Regions from separate parts of the Zea mays genome. Here region 2 is linked to region 1. Evidence: chromatin contacts called from public Hi-C data. All regions are on one chromosome and are shown on one strand. The core of a region is the stretch at or near the end of the contact, and the rest is flanking DNA. Distances in the headings are between cores, read along the strand shown. Region 1 has its middle 44 kb from the start of LOC100217036. Region 2 holds the start of LOC100272668 (Lipase-like PAD4).

Region 1 (4,087 bases), core at 782-3,281:
TAGTCAAAGCTAGGAGAGCGATGGTTCTTCAGACCTGATTTGGTAAAGGAAATAGAAGAAAAGGTTCAACATAGTCGACACAATTTAAGAGAAGCTCAAGCACGACAAAAGAATTACGTGGATAAGCGACGCCGACCATTGAAAGTATCGCCAACGAAGGGAGTTAACCATTTTGGAGTCAAAGGAAAGTTAGCACCTCAATACATTGGTATGTTCCCTATTCTTGAACGATGTGGGCATGTTGTGTATAAACTTCAGCTACTAGAATCTTTGTCTATGGTACACAGTGTGTTCCACGTATCACAGCAAAGAAGTGCCTCCGAGTACCCGATCAAACCATGGATGTATCAGAAGTTAACTTGGGACCAGACCTAACTTATTCGGAATATCCAGTACGAGTTTTGGACCAAAAGGATCGAGTCACTAGAATAAGGACACTCAAGTTTTATAAAGTACAATGGAATCAACATACCGAAGAAGAGGCCACTTGGGAATTCGAAGATTATTTAGAAAAGCATTTTCCTGAGTTTCTAGCTTCTTGTAAACCCTAAAGTTTTGTACATTTTATTGTAAAGTCAGTCAGACACACATATTCACCCCCTACCTTGTAAGAGAAGATATGAAATAAAGTTGTGACACATTTCCTTTTCCATTACTTACCTAGGAGGTTTAAATCTCAGGACAAGATTCTTTTGTGGGGGAGAGGATGTAACACCCATGCTGTTACGAGAACTAAAACATTGGCATGACATCATGTGCACTTGCATTTCATTGTTTGTGATACACTTAGAATGCATCCACTAGGCTAAAATTTCAAAACAACATGTGATGTGATACTTGTTTGGGTATAGGGTATACTTTGTAGGGTTGTTTGAACCAAGTGAGGAATGAGTCACCACATGAGTTAGTAGTCAATTGACCATATGGTCAAAGTGGGGAGGGTGCTTTTGCTAATTAGGGATTATACCCTAAGGGGTGAGGTATAGAAGAGGTGAAGCCCCTAAAGGCAATTGAGAGCTCCAAAACACTTAGGGTGCGTTTGGTTGCAATGACAGGACGGGATAGGATGGGACGATCCTTCAAATTAGGCTGTTTGGTTCTGGATCAAAGATTGGGACAGGACTATCCCAGTGTTGTCCCCTGTTGTCCCTCAAAATTGGAGGGACGAGAGGGGACACCAGGGGACGTCCCTGTCCTAGCTGACCCGCAACCAAACGCACCCATTAGAGCCAAAGTGAAAATCATGATCTAGCCACTTTTTGCCAAAAGTATATATATCAAAGTGGTAGCGTAACAAAAACTAAGCAACTTTTATATTTGAAGATATTCAAGTTTTGTGGAGCAATTTGGGGTAAAGTGCAAAAGTTCACAAGTGCTCAAGAATTTGGAATTCTAAAAAACAGTGATATTGAGCCAACTTTGGACACTTGTAGTTTTAAATCCATGAGGGTTTTGCTATAACTCACCATGACAAAGTTGTAGAGCTTCTATAGTAGTATCAATTTGATTAAGTGACCTAGCCCAAAAATTACATGGAACTTGGAGTAAAACACCCTTGAAGTATGGCTGTCAGTTAAGGGGGTACTTTGAACCTAGACTGACAGTGACATCGGTCCAACTTTGGAGCTAAATTATGGATAATCTAGTGAGGTTAAGGTTAGGGTCACTGTGACAAAGTTGAAGGTCATATATAGGAGAACAACTTTGCTAAAGTCGAGTTGGTATGTTACTACTTGGAAATGGGAGTAATATGCCCTCAAACTTTCTATATCAGGCAGTTTTGAAAAGGAGTTTCGATTGGAACAGTAACTGACAAAGATCCACGGTTCGCTGAACCTTGCCGCCAGTGGTCGTGCGCCATGATCCGAGCTCGTCGCAGAGATTCGCGCCAAGTTTGGAGTACATGCCAAGGTAAAAGATCTTTAGGGGGAGGAACATAGGAGCTTGGCCGGCTTCTCCACGACATCCAATTGCCCTGCGGCCCGCCGTGTTATCAACGCCGGGGGTCACCGCCCATCTCTGCCATGCCACGTAATAGTGTGCTTCACCACGTCGCTGTAAGTCATGGCAAGCAACCAATTACCGCCTTGAGCCATTACTTCCTCGCGTGCCACGGTGAACGGGCTCGGTGACAATATCTCACCGCCGCCGTGGGTACTCTCATCCCAAATTCATGAAGCACGCAATTAGTCCCTTTAAATTGAGTGTTCCCCTCACTCCGCCTCTCTGTTACGTGCCCAACCCACCCTCAGCTAGCCCCTCTCTTCCACTATAGCTTGAGTTCATCGGATTTTCCTGAAAGCGGTCACCAGCGTCGTAGGGGAGCTTCACCGTGGCCAGCGCTTCTCCGGATAGTTTATGCTCTTCTTATTCTTGTTCTGGTATCTCTCTGACCTCTAGTTTCTCACGGTGTCGGCCAATCAAAATCTACTGTAGTGAAACTCTGAGAACATCGTCTCACAATCACTAGACACCGTCGCAGGCCGCCCTCCACGTCGACCCACTGCTCCATCCATTCGCCCACCTTCCCGACCGTCGTTTTGGAGTTCTGGTGACTCACTGATTCTCGCCGTACCTTCAATTTAAACTCTACCATCCTACACTGCTAGGAACAGCTCCACCATCTTCATGGGTAGGGAGTATCCCGAGGTGGTTTTGCCAGATATATATCGTGTGGGTTAAAGTTGCCTAGGTTCGGAAATGGTCGACATGTAATGTTGGGGATCTTCTTTCCCACCGAAGGTCCTCAAGACAGAAACACCTTTGACAAAATAATACAGAGGCCCACCGAAGCTATCATCACCTTCGTTTCAGCTTCTTAAGACGAAGACCTTGCGTAGAAGTAACTATGCAGAATGCCGAAGGTATCATCAGCTTCGATTCAGCTCAAGCAGAAGAAGAAAAGACCAGATAGACCTTAATAATCCAGGTCGTCTGTAGATAAATGTTAAGGGTCATGAATGTAATTTTACCCAGGCTGTGTCTCGTGCCTATAAATAGATGAACAATAAACACCGTAATGTTCACGCGGAGTTGTAATCACTCTCTCGCTTCTTCACCTTCGAGCAAGCCGAAGGTATCAATATAATACTGATACTGTCAATATTCATACATGTTTTATGAAATGCAAATATGTATGAATTAATGAAATGCAGCTAATGTCTTCATCCTTTTACATTTTCATTCACATATTAAATGATGAAGGTGAGTCCTTCTTGACCTTCGTCTGATGAGCGTTATTCCCATGTGGAGATAATGCTTCGGAGGACGAAGGTCCATAATAATTAACAATTGTGTTGCTTTGTTCTTGATATACAACATTTGAGAACAAGTGACCAACATTGGCGCCCACCTCCAGTGAACTCACTTTCACGACTGCGACGATGGCTTCACAAGGCAACCAAGCTGTGGTACCTTTGGCTACAAAGCTGGTGCTTCCAATCACAGGTGGTTCAAGTTCTCAACTAGCCAATAAGAAGCAGAAGATGGAAGCACAGAAAAGGGTACAACATGTTGGAGTGCAAGGACCCTTCATCAAGTCCAAGTGGTCTCATATACCAATAACCTTCTCCTAGGAAGACCTTCAGCTCAAGGATTATCCTCACAATGATGCAATGGTTATATCTTGTGTCATCAAGGGGTTGCTGGTTCATAATGTCCTTGTAGACACAGGCAGTGCAACAAATATTATCTTTGAAAAGCTTTTAGGCAGATGCAGGAGCAGGACGACAAGATACATGATGCAACGCACCCCCTCTATGGCTTCGAAGGAAGGCAGATTGTGGCACTTGGCAAGATAACTATGTCGATCACCTTCGGCTACGTTCACAACACAAGGACAGAGCAGGTTGTCTTTGACATTGTTGATATGGAGTATCCCTACAATGCAATCATTGGGCGAGGAACATTAAATGCCTTCGAAGCAATACTTCATCCAGCGTATCTGTGCATGAAAATACCATCAAACCAAGGCCCCATAGCTGTGCATGGGAGTCAAGAGGCTGCTAGAAGGGCCGAAGGGAATTGGATAGATTCAAAGGCTATCCATAACATAGATGAAGCTGAAGTTCATCAGCAGTGCAAACAC
Region 2 (4,018 bases), core at 494-2,993, 79 kb after region 1:
ATTTTAAGATTTTGAAATTTCTATATGCTCGTTCCGTCGAATAAATTTATTTAAAGACATAAATGCTAATACTATTTGTTATAAACGAATGAGTGGCACAGATACCATTGCATTCTTTCTTGGACGGAGTAAAGGAATATCCGTAAAGCTGTCCAAACATGAGCCACATCAATCCTTGCAGAAAGAACAATTCGACATTGTCATGTTTTAGTATCTTAAGTTTGATCAATTATAGACAAAGATATTAATATTTATAATTTCAAATACATATCATTATATTAATTATAAAGATATTTTTATAATAAGTTGATTTATAGCTATAAATGTGAATACCGTTGACTAAAAATTTAGTCAAATATAAACCAATTTAACTAGCACGAAGTCCATAATTCTATAGTTGGGGTTTTTTTTAACAGGGGAGTAGCATGATCTATGCCATGTGCTTGTACTTTTTGTGTGCACAGGAACAACAGAAAACAAAGCGTAGCATCTCAAATTAGCCGCCAAATTTGACAAGGACTGTTCTCTATACACACCCTGTTTTGAGTTCTGGGGTCTGAATTGACTTCACAGACTAACAGTTTTACTACAGAAGAGAAGGCAATCTGATAGAAGAAATGAAATAACTAGAGAGAAGAAAATAGACCCTGAAGTAGTGAAGTGGTAATAGCAACTTGGAGTTGGAGTCTGTTCTTTCCAGACTTTTGCCCAGAGAATGATGATTTTGTTTAGTTTTTCTCGCACAATGTTCCTAAATTTCTGACTGATTAAATTGTTGCTCTATTGAATACTGAATGACTGACACTGGAATTATAATGTCTCATATCTCAGTGCATCTGTCTCGTATTGTATGTCTGAACACAAGGACACAGCAACAACCAAAGACAGGCACATCAACATGCCAACTCCTCCTTCCCCAGCCAACCAGAAAACTAAAAATATCAGATCATCACGCGAACGCCCAGATTCAAAAATGACAATTCTTTAGTCCAATTACTACTGGGCAAGGCAAACTGCTCCAATTAACGCGCTAAACATAAAGTAAATGACAATCAGGCAGATATTTTCAATGGAGTAGTGAGTTACCTGGAAATCAGGACTGCAGCAGAGTTTCAGGAAGCACTGCAGCGCCAGCGCCTGCACGGCAACCGGCTCCCCGGTAGCGGCCGGGTCGGGCTCGGCGGCGACCAGCGGCGCGAACATCCGCCCCGCCGCGTCCCCGCCGAGACTCACCGGCGCGAAGATGTCGGCGCCGCCGCCGGCCACCGCCGCGCCTGCCGCCGTAAGCGCAGCCTGCACCCCAGAGAACCCCACGTACACCTTGCCGCCGTCTTCGCCGTGAACGAACCACGGCGCTGCAGCGGAGGCGGCTGTGCAGCGGTCCCAGGCGCGCGCCAGCAACGGCGAGGAGGCCAGCAGGGCGCCGAGGACATGGCTGGTCTCGAACCTTCAAAAGGACACCGACCAAGCATTTGAGCTTGTTTGTCGCATCGAATTCTCATCTTTTTTTTATTTCGGGGTGTGTCTCGCCTCCAATTGGGCGCGAAAGGAAGCCGAAGCACCTAGCTTTTTTGTGCGCGACTGATGCAGCAAGTATTTATAAGTGCTGATGTGAGGAAAAACGATGGAAATTTGGAAGGAGGAACTTACATGGAAGCTTCTTCCTCTGCAGCGGCATCGTCCATGGCTGATGAGCTTCCCAGAAGCAAGGATGGAGAGAATAGAGAGAGTAAGAGAGAGGGACCCGGAGTTAGAGAGAAAGAGAGAGAGGAAATGGTCAAGTTTAATTTGGCGGCCTGGCTCTGTCTTCGGGAGGGGTGCCGGGCTAGATACCGCGTTAACTAGTTCGGCTAGTTAAAAACCGAGCCAGAGAATTAATTTGATTCGGCTTATTTGCGAACTTGAGTTAGATGGTCTCGCCAGACATAATAAAAATAATATATATATATAATTAATTGTAAGTTAATTTCATACTAATTTAGGAAAGAGTAATAATACTCATCATTTCATATATCATATCAATTAAACGCCAAATTAACATAATTCATCACTTATTAGTTCATCTAATACAAGTGTAGTCTTTGTTTTGCTAATAAATGGTAGCTCATTCGAGCTAACGAGCTAGCTCGAGCTCATATCAAGCTGACTCATTAACGAACCGAACCGAGATGCTAGCTCAGCTCGCAACAAAATTATAACAAGTCGAGCCGAGTTGATCACGAGTCGAGCGAGCTTATGAGTATTTTGCCTAGCCCTATACAATGGTTAGGGGTCAAATGGTATGGCGGAGTTTGCATGAAGAGACCTTCGTAATTTGTCACTTATATATGTACATCCTAGAACCCCTTGATCGTTTTTCTATATGCAAAAGATATTGTTGGGGACTTGTTCTTAAATGCTATGAGTTAAGAACAAGGCAACATAGAAAATATTAAACGTTAAAGTCATTCGTCCTTCGAAGCATTATTTCTCTTAGAATATAATGATTTTCGAACGAATGTTATGAAGGACATACCTTCATCAGCACAACATATAAAAATAGAGAAGAGATCATACAAAGTATAAGAGACAACATAAACAATTATATATTATTATTATTAGATCATTTCTATTTTATTATTATGGAAAAATAGAAATGATATCAAATTACAAATGTACATTCGGCTTGAGGGAAGGTAAAAGTACAAGCGTGACGCAAAAGCAAATGTCAAGTCAGTGTGAACAGTACGGGAGCACTGTTCATCTATTTATAGGCACGGGACGCAGCCCAATTACACCCATGCACTTTACATTTGCTAATAACTCTATAGCAATCCATCAAGGTCTAAATAGTCTTTTCATCTTTAAGTCGGTTTCTTTTTCTGCTATCATGCCGAAGCTCCCCTGCGCATAGCTTCGGCTCTGCGCCCTCCTTCGTATTCCTTGTACTTCTTCACACCGTGGATTTGATCCAAGTCCGAAGGATCCATGTCCGAAGGTACATGTTCATGTATTATACTCCAGAAACATTGTTAAATCATGTTTTTGAGGACCTTCGGAAGCCGAAGGCCCCCAACAGTAGCCCCTTCCAATATTAATTTGTTAGAATGATAAATTCAGATTGCGATATGGACGAAGGCCCTAAGCCGAAGGTCCGAAAAAACACCTTCCCTTTGCTAGAATAGCAACAGTCAATGACAAGTGGGGCCCTCCTGTTTTCAACGTACTAGGCGTATAAATAAGAGCACACCACGAGCTCATTTGACATGCTTTTTGCCATCTGCTCTGCTTGCTCAATTTTTAGCTCTTGCCTACAAACGCTTGCCTGGCTTTTTAGATTTTTTTTTAGCTTCGGCCTTAAGAGCACATTTTCAGCATTTTCGAAGAGATGTCTCAAGATAAGAAAGTTATTGCTGAAACGAAGCTGAACCTTTCTGAGGAGAAGAATCTTGGCTTTCTTGAATCAATAGCGAAAACAAATACAGAGAAGATTACTAGAGAGATTTTAGAAGGCCTATCTGAAGACACCGGTGATAGTGACAGTTATGATGTGGAAAGTGGTTGCAAAGACTCCGAAGATCGACCCTGGCGACCAAGCCATTCAGTTTTTGGAAAATCAAGTATTAAATAGAGTCATCTTGATAATATGAGAGGAAGATATTTTCGAGATATGTCTGTGGTGAGAGCAGATGATGGAGACAGGACTGTTCCTACTCCCGAAGAGAATGAAGTTGTGATCTTCCGAAGCTTTTTTAAAGCTAGGCTTCGGTTCCCCTTAAGCAGATTTGTGGTTGAAGTTTTAAAGATATATCAGGTCTACCTTCATCAAATTACTCCCGAAGCATTATAAGGATGGGAATCTTTGTCTGGGCCGCTAGGAGCCAGGGGTTGGAGCCAAATGCAAAAAGTTTTTGCAATATGCACAAACTGTTATATGAGACGAAACCCTGGGGAAAAGACAATATCATAACAATTTTGGCTGCTATAACTTCGTTGCTCGCTCTGGGTCAAGCTGCCCCTACGCTTGAAGGTATTCTTC

Evidence for each region. A called contact is a pair of places that touch in the nucleus more often than the background predicts.
Region 2: a Hi-C map of leaf shows a contact between it and region 1, with 2.6 times the contacts expected there. The contact joins the promoter of LOC100272668 here to the enhancer-like site in region 1. A contact is called at or near these places in 2 of 25 Hi-C or Micro-C datasets (bundle sheath and leaf).

The regions. Positions count from the first base shown.
Region 1 is chr2:132,195,635-132,199,721 of Zm-B73-REFERENCE-NAM-5.0, forward strand. No RefSeq gene overlaps it. Among protein-coding and RNA genes, the nearest start is that of LOC100217036, 44 kb to the left of the region's middle. Within about 2 kb of position 2,032, at least 3 of the 20 cell types and tissues checked have an H3K27ac peak or open chromatin away from gene starts, as enhancers often do. A contact at or near this core is called in leaf, where this site is marked.
Region 2 is chr2:132,275,242-132,279,259 of Zm-B73-REFERENCE-NAM-5.0, forward strand. It overlaps LOC100272668 (Lipase-like PAD4), which reads right to left and starts at 1,744. Exons shown (of 4, transcript NM_001399134.1): 1 at 1,651-1,744; 2 at 1,087-1,581. The coding sequence starts at 1,203.